2 separate regions of the Rattus norvegicus genome follow, and region 1 is linked to region 2. A link is a contact called in public Hi-C data. All regions are on one chromosome and are shown on one strand. Each heading gives the region's core, a stretch centred on a gene start, on an enhancer-like site or on the middle of the called end of the contact. The rest is flanking DNA. Distances are from core to core; before and after follow the strand shown. Region 1 holds the start of Smarcal1 (Swi/SNF related matrix associated, actin dependent regulator of chromatin, subfamily a-like 1). Region 2 holds the start of Xrcc5 (X-ray repair cross complementing 5).

The links. A called contact is a pair of places that touch in the nucleus more often than the background predicts.
Region 1: a Hi-C map of frontal cortex shows a contact between it and region 2, with 2.8 times the contacts expected there. The contact joins the promoter of Smarcal1 here to the promoter of Xrcc5 in region 2. A contact is called at or near these places in 6 of 12 Hi-C or Micro-C datasets (frontal cortex, hepatocytes, kidney and 2 more) and 1 of 1 datasets of contacts at active chromatin or transcription factors (oligodendrocytes).

The regions. Positions count from the first base shown.
Region 1 is chr9:81,687,681-81,693,719 of GRCr8, forward strand. It overlaps Smarcal1 (Swi/SNF related matrix associated, actin dependent regulator of chromatin, subfamily a-like 1), which reads left to right and starts at 1,788. Exons shown (of 17, transcript NM_001108222.1): 1 at 1,788-1,954; 2 at 4,239-5,002; 3 at 5,824-5,874. The coding sequence starts at 4,297.
Region 2 is chr9:81,400,680-81,406,352 of GRCr8, forward strand. Xrcc5 (X-ray repair cross complementing 5) reads left to right here and starts at 3,828. Exons shown (of 21, transcript NM_177419.3): 1 at 3,828-3,988. The coding sequence starts at 3,968.

The DNA of each region.
Region 1 (6,039 bases), core at 538-3,037, 280 kb after region 2:
CTTCAGAAGTTCTTTTTAGCTGCCTTTGAAATTTTCCCCAACACAAGTGAAGGGGAAAAGGTATCCTAGCAGTTGGGAGTACCACAAAGTCACACCACACAAATATATTTATTGGGAGGAGAAAACTCAGGAGGGTGGCTGCCTCTGCTCCAGTGAGAAGCAACGGGGAACTGGGCAGAATACAGGATTTATATAGCGTAGCGTTTCTTGAGGTGGGGGTGGGGGGTGGGATTTGCAGGGTGGCCTGGGATTGGAGGGATTATATGGCCTGATTGTTGGAGCAAACTCAAGGATTGGTGGGATTTTTTTTTTTTTTCCTTGTAGGGCAGGCAGAGACTGAACACTCCAGCCACACTGGTACAAGCACAAGAGACATCTGCAGGGCGAGGCATGGCAGTTGGAACTCTTTAGGTGGGGACCTCGGCCACTTGTGTGTCTTGAGGGTTTATAATGTTTACAAAGTATACCAAGTTTACAAAGAAAGCCCAAGCAGGAAAAGCTTTCCGTGCCCCTCGAATGGGCATAAATAGCCGACACTAGCAGCATTCCTCTTCCACCTCTTGTGGCTGCTATCTTGACAACTCCTGCACTGGTGGAGCCTACCTTACTGCAGCCCACTTCACCTCTTCTTATTAAAAAGCACATCACTCCGAAAAAAAAAAAAAGAAAGAAAAGAAAAAAGGGTTAGGGATTTAGCTCAGTGGTAGAGTGCTTGCCTAGCAAGCACAAGGCCCTGAGTTCAGTCTCCAGCTCCGAAGGAAAAAAAAAAAAGAAAAAGCACATCACTTTTCTTTAACTGTCTGGTCATTTCCCCCAACTTACTCTGTATTCAGAGATCTACCTCTTTGTAATGAGCTCTGTTTGAAAACAGAATCGTAACAACCTTCACACATACACTGATGACCGAAGAATATTGTATTCAACTGTTGCAGGGTAGAAAGAAGGCTGGTGCTCAGAAATGGAGTCAAGTAACCATGACAGCCTATCGGATAGGTGGGAGGGCTTTGGAATCAGAGTAACAAAGTAGCTGAACACAGCCTTGTGAAAATTGTGGACCAGTTCTGGTTCGGTTTTCTCATCTATAGAATGAGGAAAATAGAGCTGGGTGTGTGGTGCACAACTTTTTAAATCGCACTCCAGAGAAGGATCTCTGTCAGTTCTTTAGGCTAGTCAATGAAACATAGTAAGATTATGTCTTTTAAAAAAGAGGGGAAAAATATAATAATAATCTCACGATGGTGCAAGTCTGTAGGTGATGGATGCAGGAAAGTTCTCTGCCACAGAGTAAGTTCTAGACCAATCTAGGATACATGAGTTCCTCTCTGTGCTTCATAGGTTGTAGTACGGATTAACTGAAGTTCATATTGATGATCAGCACGCTGACTGATGGAGGCTCTAACAATTCAAATTCCTCTTTGGTCTAGGAAAGCAGATGGTGCTTATAAGGACAACACTATTAGAAACGGGTGCGCCAGGAAAATATTAAGTATCAAATCAATCTGGCTGTCTGACATATCTGGAGACACCGCTGACACTGAATGTTCAGCATCACAGGCTGCCTTTACGCCTGACTAAACGTTTGAAGAAACTGAGACCTACAACTCCCAGGGTGCATCACACCTTGACCTGCCCATAACGTTACGCCTCTCAAATTCACCAACCTCCAATGGGCAGGCTTTCGGACTCAAACTACGAACCCCAGAAGGCCCTACACCAAGTGTATTATCATCCACAATTAATCTGCGGCCGTATTGGCTGTCGGGAAGTGTAGTTCGACGGTGGCCGAGCCATTCAATGCCAGCCGCCCGCGCAGAGATATGTGAAGTTGCAGCTCTTGAGTTTTAGTTCTTCTCACAGTCCATCCAGAAACGAAAACTGCCCAGGCAAAGCTCTGAAAGACACTCCTGGGCTAGGGCTCTTCTGCGAAGGTGCTTCACCTTACCAGTCTCGCCAGGTAAGGAAGTGGACTGCAAAGGAGGTAAAGGCGTTGGAGGCGGACGATACCAAATTACGGCGGGAGGAGGGAGCAGCAGGAACGGGAGAATCCAAGTGGGACTGTTAGAGGCAAAGTGGGGCGGGGCGTCCTCTTTCCGTAGGCGCCCAGGATGTGCCTGGAAAAGGAAATGAAGCCTAGGTTCCAGCAAAGTGGGACGTCTATGTGCTGGGGTACACTTGTCGTTTATGGTTTATTAGTTGGACCTCTCATTCCGTGATCTCACCTCCCGACTGGGTAGTCAGTCAGCATACCGGGCCAGGGCAGTTAGGTAGATGATCCAACTTGGAGTACAAGGCTGAGAATTTTAATTGCTGCTGGCTGGCTGGATTGAGTGTAACATCTGTGGGAGAAGATGTTTTGGGGTGCTTTGTCTAATGGGAGTCTTAACAGGGAATAAAATTTAAGCCCTCTAAAGTCTAGAGTCTAAATCTTCCTTTGACGCCTGGCCGTGCTACTTGAGTATTTCCTGTGTTACAAGCATTATAATGTGAAAATGCTTCTATTCTGTTGTAATTGGCTGGGAGGCTCACTGCCTCTGTCCGCTAACTTAGGCCTGCCTAGTCTTGGAAGCTCCTAGCCACTTATCTGAGCCTTGAATGTTTTCAGCCTCTTGAGACCTGCTGCTGAGTAAGCTCGCTCTTCTTTCTGAACTCTAGCTGGCTGGTTCGACTCAGCTGTTGTGGCTCAAACTCCTCTCCCAGCTGACTTATTCAATCTGTCTTTTCTCTCCGCCTCTGAATTGCTGTTTGGCCTTAAACTAACTCTAGTTATCTGTTCTAATCTTCCGGCTCCTTCTCATTTTCTTGCTCATTTTGTCTTCATCTGTGTCTAGCTTGTTCTCTCTTCAGTCTGTGTCTGTAAAACTCTTAACAGTAAAACTGCCTCCTCCCTCTCAACTCCACTGTACTGCTCTCCACAAACTCTACTATATTTCCTGTACTGTGCCCTCTTCCTCCGGTACAGTCCGTCTCTCCCTAAAGTAGCTTCCCTTTCTCTTCTCATGCGAGTTGGGCATATCCTCTTCTGTCAAATTTTTCTCTGACTCTCATCACTTTTTTTTGCCATTCAATTAGACATAACTTTCAAACATGGGTGCTTCCTTCTACAAACTAACTTTACCGTCATTGTTTGGGTTAAAGGTGAGTACTGAAGTCGTGTCTATATTCCAGCTAGGGGATTAAAGGACTGAGCTAAACCCTAACTAGAAACACAGGTTTGAATATCCTGTAACATCATAAGGCAGTGTGCCATTTGGATAAGGCTGAAGTCAGATCCCAGCCAGAGAATTAGGTGTTCGGGCCATGGCTTCCAGAGCATTGTAAGATGTCTAAGGTAAATGAAATCACAGTACAAAATAAAATGTATAGGATGACCTTACTCTCTGCTCTTGAGTGGTGATAATGTGCATTGGCTGAGATGACAGTTGAACTGAACCCTTTCTATCTTTTGTCTGATTTTGGTACAGTGACCATTGCTCCCCATTCCCTGCTTTGTCCCCTTATTTTTTCCAAGAGTCATTTTGCCTTTGCATTTTGGAAGTCAGACTCTAGGGCCAGCTGCTCTAGCTTGCATTTGGCCACCTGCAGATTCATCAGAAAGGTAATGAGGGTGGAATGCAAGGGGAGGATTTAGTGTGCAGTCTCCATGAGGCTAATATTCTTTCTCCTCCTTCCAGGTTGGAGACAGGCTATTGTGGCAAGTGTCGTGGCATGGTACGTATGGTCTGTCTATTTCTGTCTGATCCACCAACCTGTCTACTTTAAAATGTAGCCTTTGTCCATTCTAATGAAGTTGGGTTTCACTGTTAAACTTTCTTGGGATCTGCTAACCCACCTTGGCTGGCAGATGGGAAGGGGGAGAAGGAGGAGAGGGGAGGATACCCCAGTGAAACACAATCAGTTTGGAGTTTTTGCTGTTTCATCTGGATCAGTATTTTAAGAATATGCTGCTTACTCTGTGTGTGCACGTGCGCGTGCGCGTGCGTTTTCATTTTAATTATAAGAGAAATCTCATTTCATCCTTTAGCTTTTTCTTTTTCTTTTTTTTTTTTTTTTGGTTCGTTTTTTCGGAGCTGGGGACCGAACCCAGGGCCTTGCGCTTCCTAGGCAAGCGCTCTACCACTGAGCTAAATCCCCAACCCGCCTTTAGCTTTTTCTAATATGTTACCTGGAACAAAACCTTATTAATCAAAGTAGCAACATGGTGGGTGTAAGTTTTATTTCTGTCCTTTTACCTTTCCCAGCTTCTGCCAACTTCCCAGTTAAAGGGTGACATTTCTGCAGAAGCCTATCCTGTTAGAAATGTCCTTGCCACTTACGGAGGAGCAGAGGAAAAAGATTGAAGAGAATCGGCAGAAGGCTTTGGCCCGTCGAGCTGAGAAGCTATGGGCAGAACAGCCCCAGAGTACAGCTTCAGGCTCCAGTGCTGCCAGGCCGTCCCAGTGCAAGCAGAACTCTCTCCTGAATCTCCCAGCGGAGCCTTCAAAGCCAGAGGGCCATGCTACCATTTCCAAGGGACAGAATCTCAATAATTCACTCCCTGCTGCTCAGAGACCTCACAGCTCCCCCTGTTTTCAACCCAGCACAGCAGAGGAAGCAAAGGGACTATGGAAGAGCGAAGGAAAGATGTCCGCAGCCTGCCCAAACCCAAGTCCCCCAGAAGTCTCTAACCAACAGCTTTTGGGTAGTAAATCCAGTGAGGGTCATCCCCAGGCAACCCAGGACACAGCAGCTTCCTGTCCTAGACCATTTCCCAGGGATCCCAAGTTAGAGGCCAAGGCAGGGAGGCCCTCCACCTCTGGACAGAGCATTTCGGACACCTTTTATGCCTTAGGGGAAAAAACACCTAAGACAGATGGGAGACCCGCAAAGGCACTGCAGACCTCACCCCAAAAAGCAAGCTGTCTACGGGGAATGTGCTTAAGGACAGGGGATCGCTTCCGGGTAAAGATCGGCTACAACAAGGAGCTCATTGAGGTGTTTAAGTCTCTGCCCAGCAGACGCTATGGTAATGAGGCTTTTTTCCTTTTTCTATTTTTGGACTCTGTTCTAACAGTTCCTCATAAATAGTAAGAGGGGATATTGGCACGTTACATTTTTCTATTTTAGCTGCCTTCTCCCTTTGTAATAGACACTGTCTCGAGCAGCTGTTAAACTTAGCTAGCGCACAGCCATAGGGAGAACTTTCCTGTGTTTATTGAGGAACCAGTTCCTCTGCCACGTGCTTTGTGTATTGTAGCATTAGAGCCTAAAAACAGTAGTTTGAAATCCAAAGATTTTTTTTGTTCTTTTTTCAATTTTTTTTCTTTTTTTAAGATTTATTTATTAATTATACATAACTACACCGTAGCTGTCTTCAGACACACCAGAAGAGGGCATCAGATCCCATTACAGATGGTTGTGAGCCACCATGTGGTTGCTGGGATTTGAACTCAGGACCTCTGGAAGAGCAGCCAGTGCTCTCAACCACTGAGCCATCTTTCCAGCCCCTTCTTTCAGTTTTCAACTGCTGACCCAGCTCAGTTCTGATGAGTAAGGTGCCTGGGTTAGTTGATCTGAAGGGAGTGCTGGGGTGTGACTAGCTAGCTCTTCTAGTCTTCAGAGCTGTTCACATCCTTGCCCAACTACACACTATTCAGAGGGTTTGGGTTCCAGTCCTAACTGCCTCAGCCCGCTTAGCGAAATGACTTCTGTGGGCTGGAGCTGCCATTATGCGCAACAAAAGAATTACCCACATTGTCTAGCTGTCTCTAGTTGTCCAGGAAATAAGTTAGAGAGTCTCAGATTACAAATGAAGACGAAAAGTGACCAGCCTTCGGTTTATTTCAGATTCGTTTACGAAGACGTGGGACTTCAGCATGAGTGACTACAGAGCCTTGAGTAAGTTCACACATTCTCTCGCCTGTGGCGAAAAGTCAGCACAAGCTGGCACCTCATGGTTCTATAAGCTGGTGTTGCTCTGGTGATCTCTCTTATCTCTTATAATGACCGTCTTACGAACGGGGAAGTGAAGTCTCAAATGAGTAACTGGTAAGGAGACACACA
Region 2 (5,673 bases), core at 2,578-5,077:
TTGTCCAGTCATCTCTTAAGTAGTGAGGGAGCCCTAGCTGGCCTGAGCATGACAAACATGACAGGCCTTCCCTTTCCCCATTCCCTCTTCCTTGCCAAAACTACTAGATTACATCCCTAAAGCTAGCCACCAACATCTATTTTCTTATTTGGCCACTTCCTCTTCCTGAATCTGACTACCAAAGTCCAACAGAACCCACAGCAGACCAAATTATGGATACCACCAAAGTCCAACTTGGTGAACCAATTAGTTTTATTGGGGCTGCTTACAGGAATATGGGTAAGGGGTTACTTACAGAAGCAGAAATGACAGGAACAGAAATGGAGCTGTATCACTAAAGCCCAACTCAGCATGGGTAACAGCTCACAAGCAGGGAAACCTGGAGTACACTGCCCAGCCTGCAGACAGTTCAACAGGTTGGATAGTGTCCTTTCCAAGTGACTCAGTCAGTAGCTTATTTTCTCTGATCATGACCCTAAGTAGTCTCTATTATTTATTTTTGGGAGTGGGGGCGGGTCTAGTTAATCTGGTCAGTTTCAGGGACTTCCTGAAACTATTTTGAATTGTTTATTTCTGTTTTAAGGAACTTCTTTGCAGGATGGAATGTTTGGATCTCAAAGGAAACTGCTATCTAGCACACTTAAGAGTGATACCAACTTTAAATATTTCAACAATTTAATTTACATTTTGAAGACTTTTTTCCCCTACTTTATTCATCATCCTGAGGGAAGCACGTGGTTTACAAAATTCAGTATGGTAGGTCTTACTTTTTACAACAACTCTTGTTGCAGTTTTGGGGTCATTCAGAGATTCATCAGTATGGCTCAAGTCTTGGTTTTAATAAAGTAGAGGCTTTTTACTAAAAAAGACATTGGTCAGGACCAGCCCAGAGAGAGTTCTCTAGGTAAGGCCCCAGTTATTGTTAGCCAAAGGATTATAAAGGCAAAACCCACAAAGTTATTGTAAGGGAAAGTTTCTGCTTAGGACGCCCAAGACCAAGTTCTCAGTACAAAGGAGATTTACATTTCCCAGAGAGACAGAGGGCAGGGAATGAGAGACAAAGACAGGAGATAGAGGACAAGGGAGAAGAGGAAGGGAACAATGGAGAGGGAGGAGGGCTATTTACGGGGATAAAGGACTGACATGGAGAGAAGACAGCCATGGCACATAGGAAAATGGTGGTTTATAAAGGTCAAAAAGGAAACCCTGTGTTAGAATGAGGTCATATTGATTAGGTGAGCCAAAGGGGGCTTTTGATTGCTGGACTTAAACACTTTAATAGGTGGACCTTGGTAGTCAGCCTCAGGAGGAGGAAGCAGGCAATATGGGAATAGAGGGCTAGCTTTATTCTAATGTAAGGCAGAGGGGATGAGAGAGAAGGGCAAGGCCTGCCAGAGCCATATTTGTCATTCTCAGGCAGGCTAAAATCCCTTCAGAGAGTAGCCATGTACTCTGTTCCATTAACGATGTTTGTTCCTGGGCTATAGTGTACCCTTGATTAGTAGGAACTTTTTCTATTAGAGATTTATTTGTTACATTTAAGTACACTGTAGCTGTCTTCAGACACACCAGAAGAGGGCATCCGATCCCATTATAGATGGTTGGGAGCCACCGTGTGGCTGCTGGGAATTGAACTCAGGACCTCTGGAAGAGCAGTCAGTGCTCTTAACCACTGAGCCATCTCCAGCCCTAATGGAAGTTTTTTGTTAGAGCAAGCAATGCTTTAAATCATGCATTTTCAGGACCCGGGCCTTCTAACTGCCCAGAAGTGGATGGTTCTTGAAACTTCTATGAAGATCATGTAGATGCAAACAAGGATGGCTACTAGAATCTCTTTATTTTTCCTAGGAAACTGACTTGTATTGGAAGTGGGAGTGTGTGTGTGTGTGTGTGTGTGTGTGTGTGTGTGTGTAAAAGAGGGAGTAAAAGAAGCAGAAGGGAGGGAGGGAGAGAAAACAGAGATGGAGAGAGGAGAGAGAAGAGGGAGAGAGGAAGAGAGGAAAAGAGAGACTCTATCCAAGATAGAACTATGACATAGCTTGTAGGCATCCTCTGTAGACCCCAGTAACTCTAAATATGAACCATAGTAAAACTATAAATAGAAATAACGTTTCAGTTTAAAAAAAAAAAACAACACCTCCAAGTCTGAATAAAAGCATGGACGAATCCTCTGGGTGCTGGAAGAGTCTGTCTAGATATCACTGTGTTTACTTTAAATTTTTTGTTTATTTTATGCATCTGAGTGTTTTGCTTGTAGTAGGTTCGTGTACCACATGTGTGCCTGGTTTCCTCAGAACCCAGAAGAGGGTGTGGGATCCTCTGGGACAGGAGGTACAGATGATCGTGAGCTGGAATGTGGGTGCTGGAAACTTCCCCCAGTCCTGTGCAAGAGCCGCCCCCGCACTTAACTGTTAAGCCATCCAGCCCCATCAGCTTCTATGTTTAAACCTTCGTTCCCTGAAGACTTCTTCAAGAATTCTCCAAATCATTTCAGTTTTAGTGCCTGTTTTTTTTTTCATACCATTTTCAATAAAAGAGAACCTGAGTGTACGTTTCCCAGATTGAACAGAGGCTTGCAGACATTTTCCAGGTTTCTGGACCTTTTGCCCAACCACCTGCAGCTTGTGAGTCATTTTTGTATAGAAAACAGGCAGTTTCTGTGCAAGGGTCATCAGAAGGGAAGGGCGGATGGGCAATTCCCTTGAAAATGAGAGGTGAGCACTCAACAGTAATCGACAGCCTCCATTTCCTAGCCATAGTCACTCCAGGTTCCTAGAGGCTAAGGTGTTTTAACCACTTTGTAGAGTTGAACGTCTTTCCTACTTTTCCTTCCTTTTTAAAGATTTATCTATTTATTTATTTATTTATTTATTTATTTATTTATTTATTTATTGTTCTTTTTTTCGGAGCTGGGGATCGAACCCAGGGCCTTGAGGGCCTTGAGCTTCCTAGGCAAGCGCTCTACCACTGAGCTAAATCCCCAACCCCTTATCTATTTATTTTATGTATGTGAGTACACTGTAGCTGTCTTCAGACACACCAAAAGAGGGCATCGAATCCCATTACAGATGGTTGTGAGCCAACATGTGGTTGCTGGGAATTGAACTCAGGACCTCTGGGAGCGCAGTTGGTGTTCTTAACCGCTGAGCCATCTCTCCAGCTCCCCACTTTTCCTTTTAATTCCGAGAATTCTCACTCTTTTCTTTGGACGTTGATCCTAAGGTCTTCGTGTCCGTGGTTTTTCTTTAGTATCATGCCTTTAGAAGGCCTTTAGAGGAGTTAAGTGACTTCGTGGATTCATTTAACTCCAGAGTGCCAATACAAATTGCTAGCAGGAGGGATTATTTTCAGTTCAGTAATAGCAATTATTTTTCCATTTTTATTTTTAAAAATTGTGCATGCATGCGGCTGTATGTGGGTATGTGCATTTGAGTTTAGGCCAGAAGAGGGCGTCAGATCCCACAGACTGGAATTTTGAGTTGCCTGATGTGGGAGCTGGGCTTTGAAATACTCACCCTTGCAAAAACAGTACACATTCCTAACCTGTGACCCTTTTCCTTCAACCCCTTATTTACTTTTACTATTACATTTATTTATTTATTTTAAATTTATTTGCTTTTTGTGTCGTGTGGGAGGTCAGAGGGCAACTTGTGTAGTTGGTTCTTTTTCCCACCATATGGGTGTCTGGGGTATGACTTGGGTCGTCAGGCTTGATGACAAATGCCTTAAACAGCTGAGCCATTTATTTCTCCAGTCCAGTACGGGCGGTTTTTAGCAGCCTCAGAGAACAAAACCTTAACTAGGGAGGCAGGGAGAGAATTCTGCGCATGCTCACAGCCCAGGAGCAGGACTTCTCCGCCTAGCACGCAGAGCGGGACCTCTTGGTCTGTGGATTACCCGGAACAGAGTTGCGACACTCTAGGTTTCCGCCCGGAAAAAGTAACCAAACCACCTGAGGACCAGCAACATGGCGTGGTCCGGTAATAAGGTATTGAAAGCAGGGTCTTTTGCCTTTCCTAAGCCGGGGATCTGCAGAGGGTGGTTCCGTAGCAGGAGCTGTGGGAATCGCAGCTGAGTCAGCACTGAAGGATGAATGCCCAAAGCGAAAGGCTTGGGGTTCGGAGTTCTGCTTTTGAGTCTCGTGCACCTTTACGCTACAGTAATCTTCCCTTCCTCCCTGGCTGCCTCAGTTTTCTATCCACTCCACTTGCTAACACAGGCATCCTTTATTGCTTCTGAACCTGGGTTCTAAAAATCTAAGTTAGCGAGGATCGTCCCCTACATGACAGGCTTTTAAAACTTCAGAGAGGGATTCTGTGAGATTCTGTGAATGAAATAACTCAGGATGTAAAGTGCCATATCATTACCTTCATAATAATTAAAAATCTCGAATTTATTGAAAGCTGACTGTGTGAGGCACAACAAAGCCTTTTATTCCCATTTAATTTAAATCTTCACACCAAACCGTGAGATGAACATCCTTGTCCTGAGCTCGTAAGTAGGAGCACCGAGGCATGAAGAACTGAAATGATTAGAACCTGGTCACCCTTTCCATGGGTGGTAAAATACGAACGGGAATCCAAGCCATTTTCAGAGCCCTGAAAGAAAAAACAAAACAAAAGTGCTCTACTGCTAAGAATCTATGACCCATGGCTTCTTAGATTAATAATGGAAATTATAGTGAACTTTAAAGAGGTTGTTTTTGGTCACTAGAGAGAGATGCAGCTTCAAGGATCCATTCATTCACCGAATTCACGGACTCACCTATTTGTTTATACAAACAGGATAGGAGTTCAGTAACGGGTTTCTGTTTTCTTCCACCCCCATTTGGGGAATTTTAATTAAATTATGAACTCATAATGATGTTGTTCACTTCCTTTGTTTCTCTGCTTTCAATTGCTGAAAACTTTGTAGCTCCATGAAGGACTTATTGTGGCAGATGTACTTGAGAGAAAATCCTAGCAGGCCGTATGGTTTCAGTGTAGTAATGAAGAGTTGCAGTTCCCTCCCTGTTTGTCTTCCCTGCTTTTCTACCTACTTCCAGACAAAGACTTTAAATTATCATAAACCATTCTTCCAGACCAGAATCTTCATACTGTCAAACTCTTTGATGTCTTTCTCTTGAATCTCTTAATTCTCGACACAAGACTTCCAGTCCTTTCATGTTTGCTACTTTAAAAGTAGATTTGTGGCCATATGTTAGAGGAACACAGCCAGCATATTTTGTGATTCCTACATTTTAAAAAAGAAAAGAAAAGAAAAGTAAAAAGACTTTTACGCTGAAGGACTCACTGTGGGATGTAAATTGAATTCCTCTCAAAGGTACTCTGAAGCTTTTTACTGTTTGTCCCCAAATAAGTTGTCATTGCTTCTGAAACCTGTTAATATCAGAGTATCACGTGGTTCCATTCTTTATGAACTAAGGGGAAATAGTATTTCCTTTGAGTGTTGCAGAAAAGTCAAATTTGGGAATCATCTCCTACTACAGGAGCTCATGCAGGTTTTCCAAACACCTCTAGAGTCAGATGATCACTGTCTTAGCGGTCACTTCTCAGTCCTTGTCACTCTCAGTCCAGAACTGCTCACTTTCTGTCTGGTCGGCACCGAGCACAGATGAGACAGGTAGGATCAGGACTGGGTAGGATCAGGACTGTTAATTCTGCAAGCAGCCTT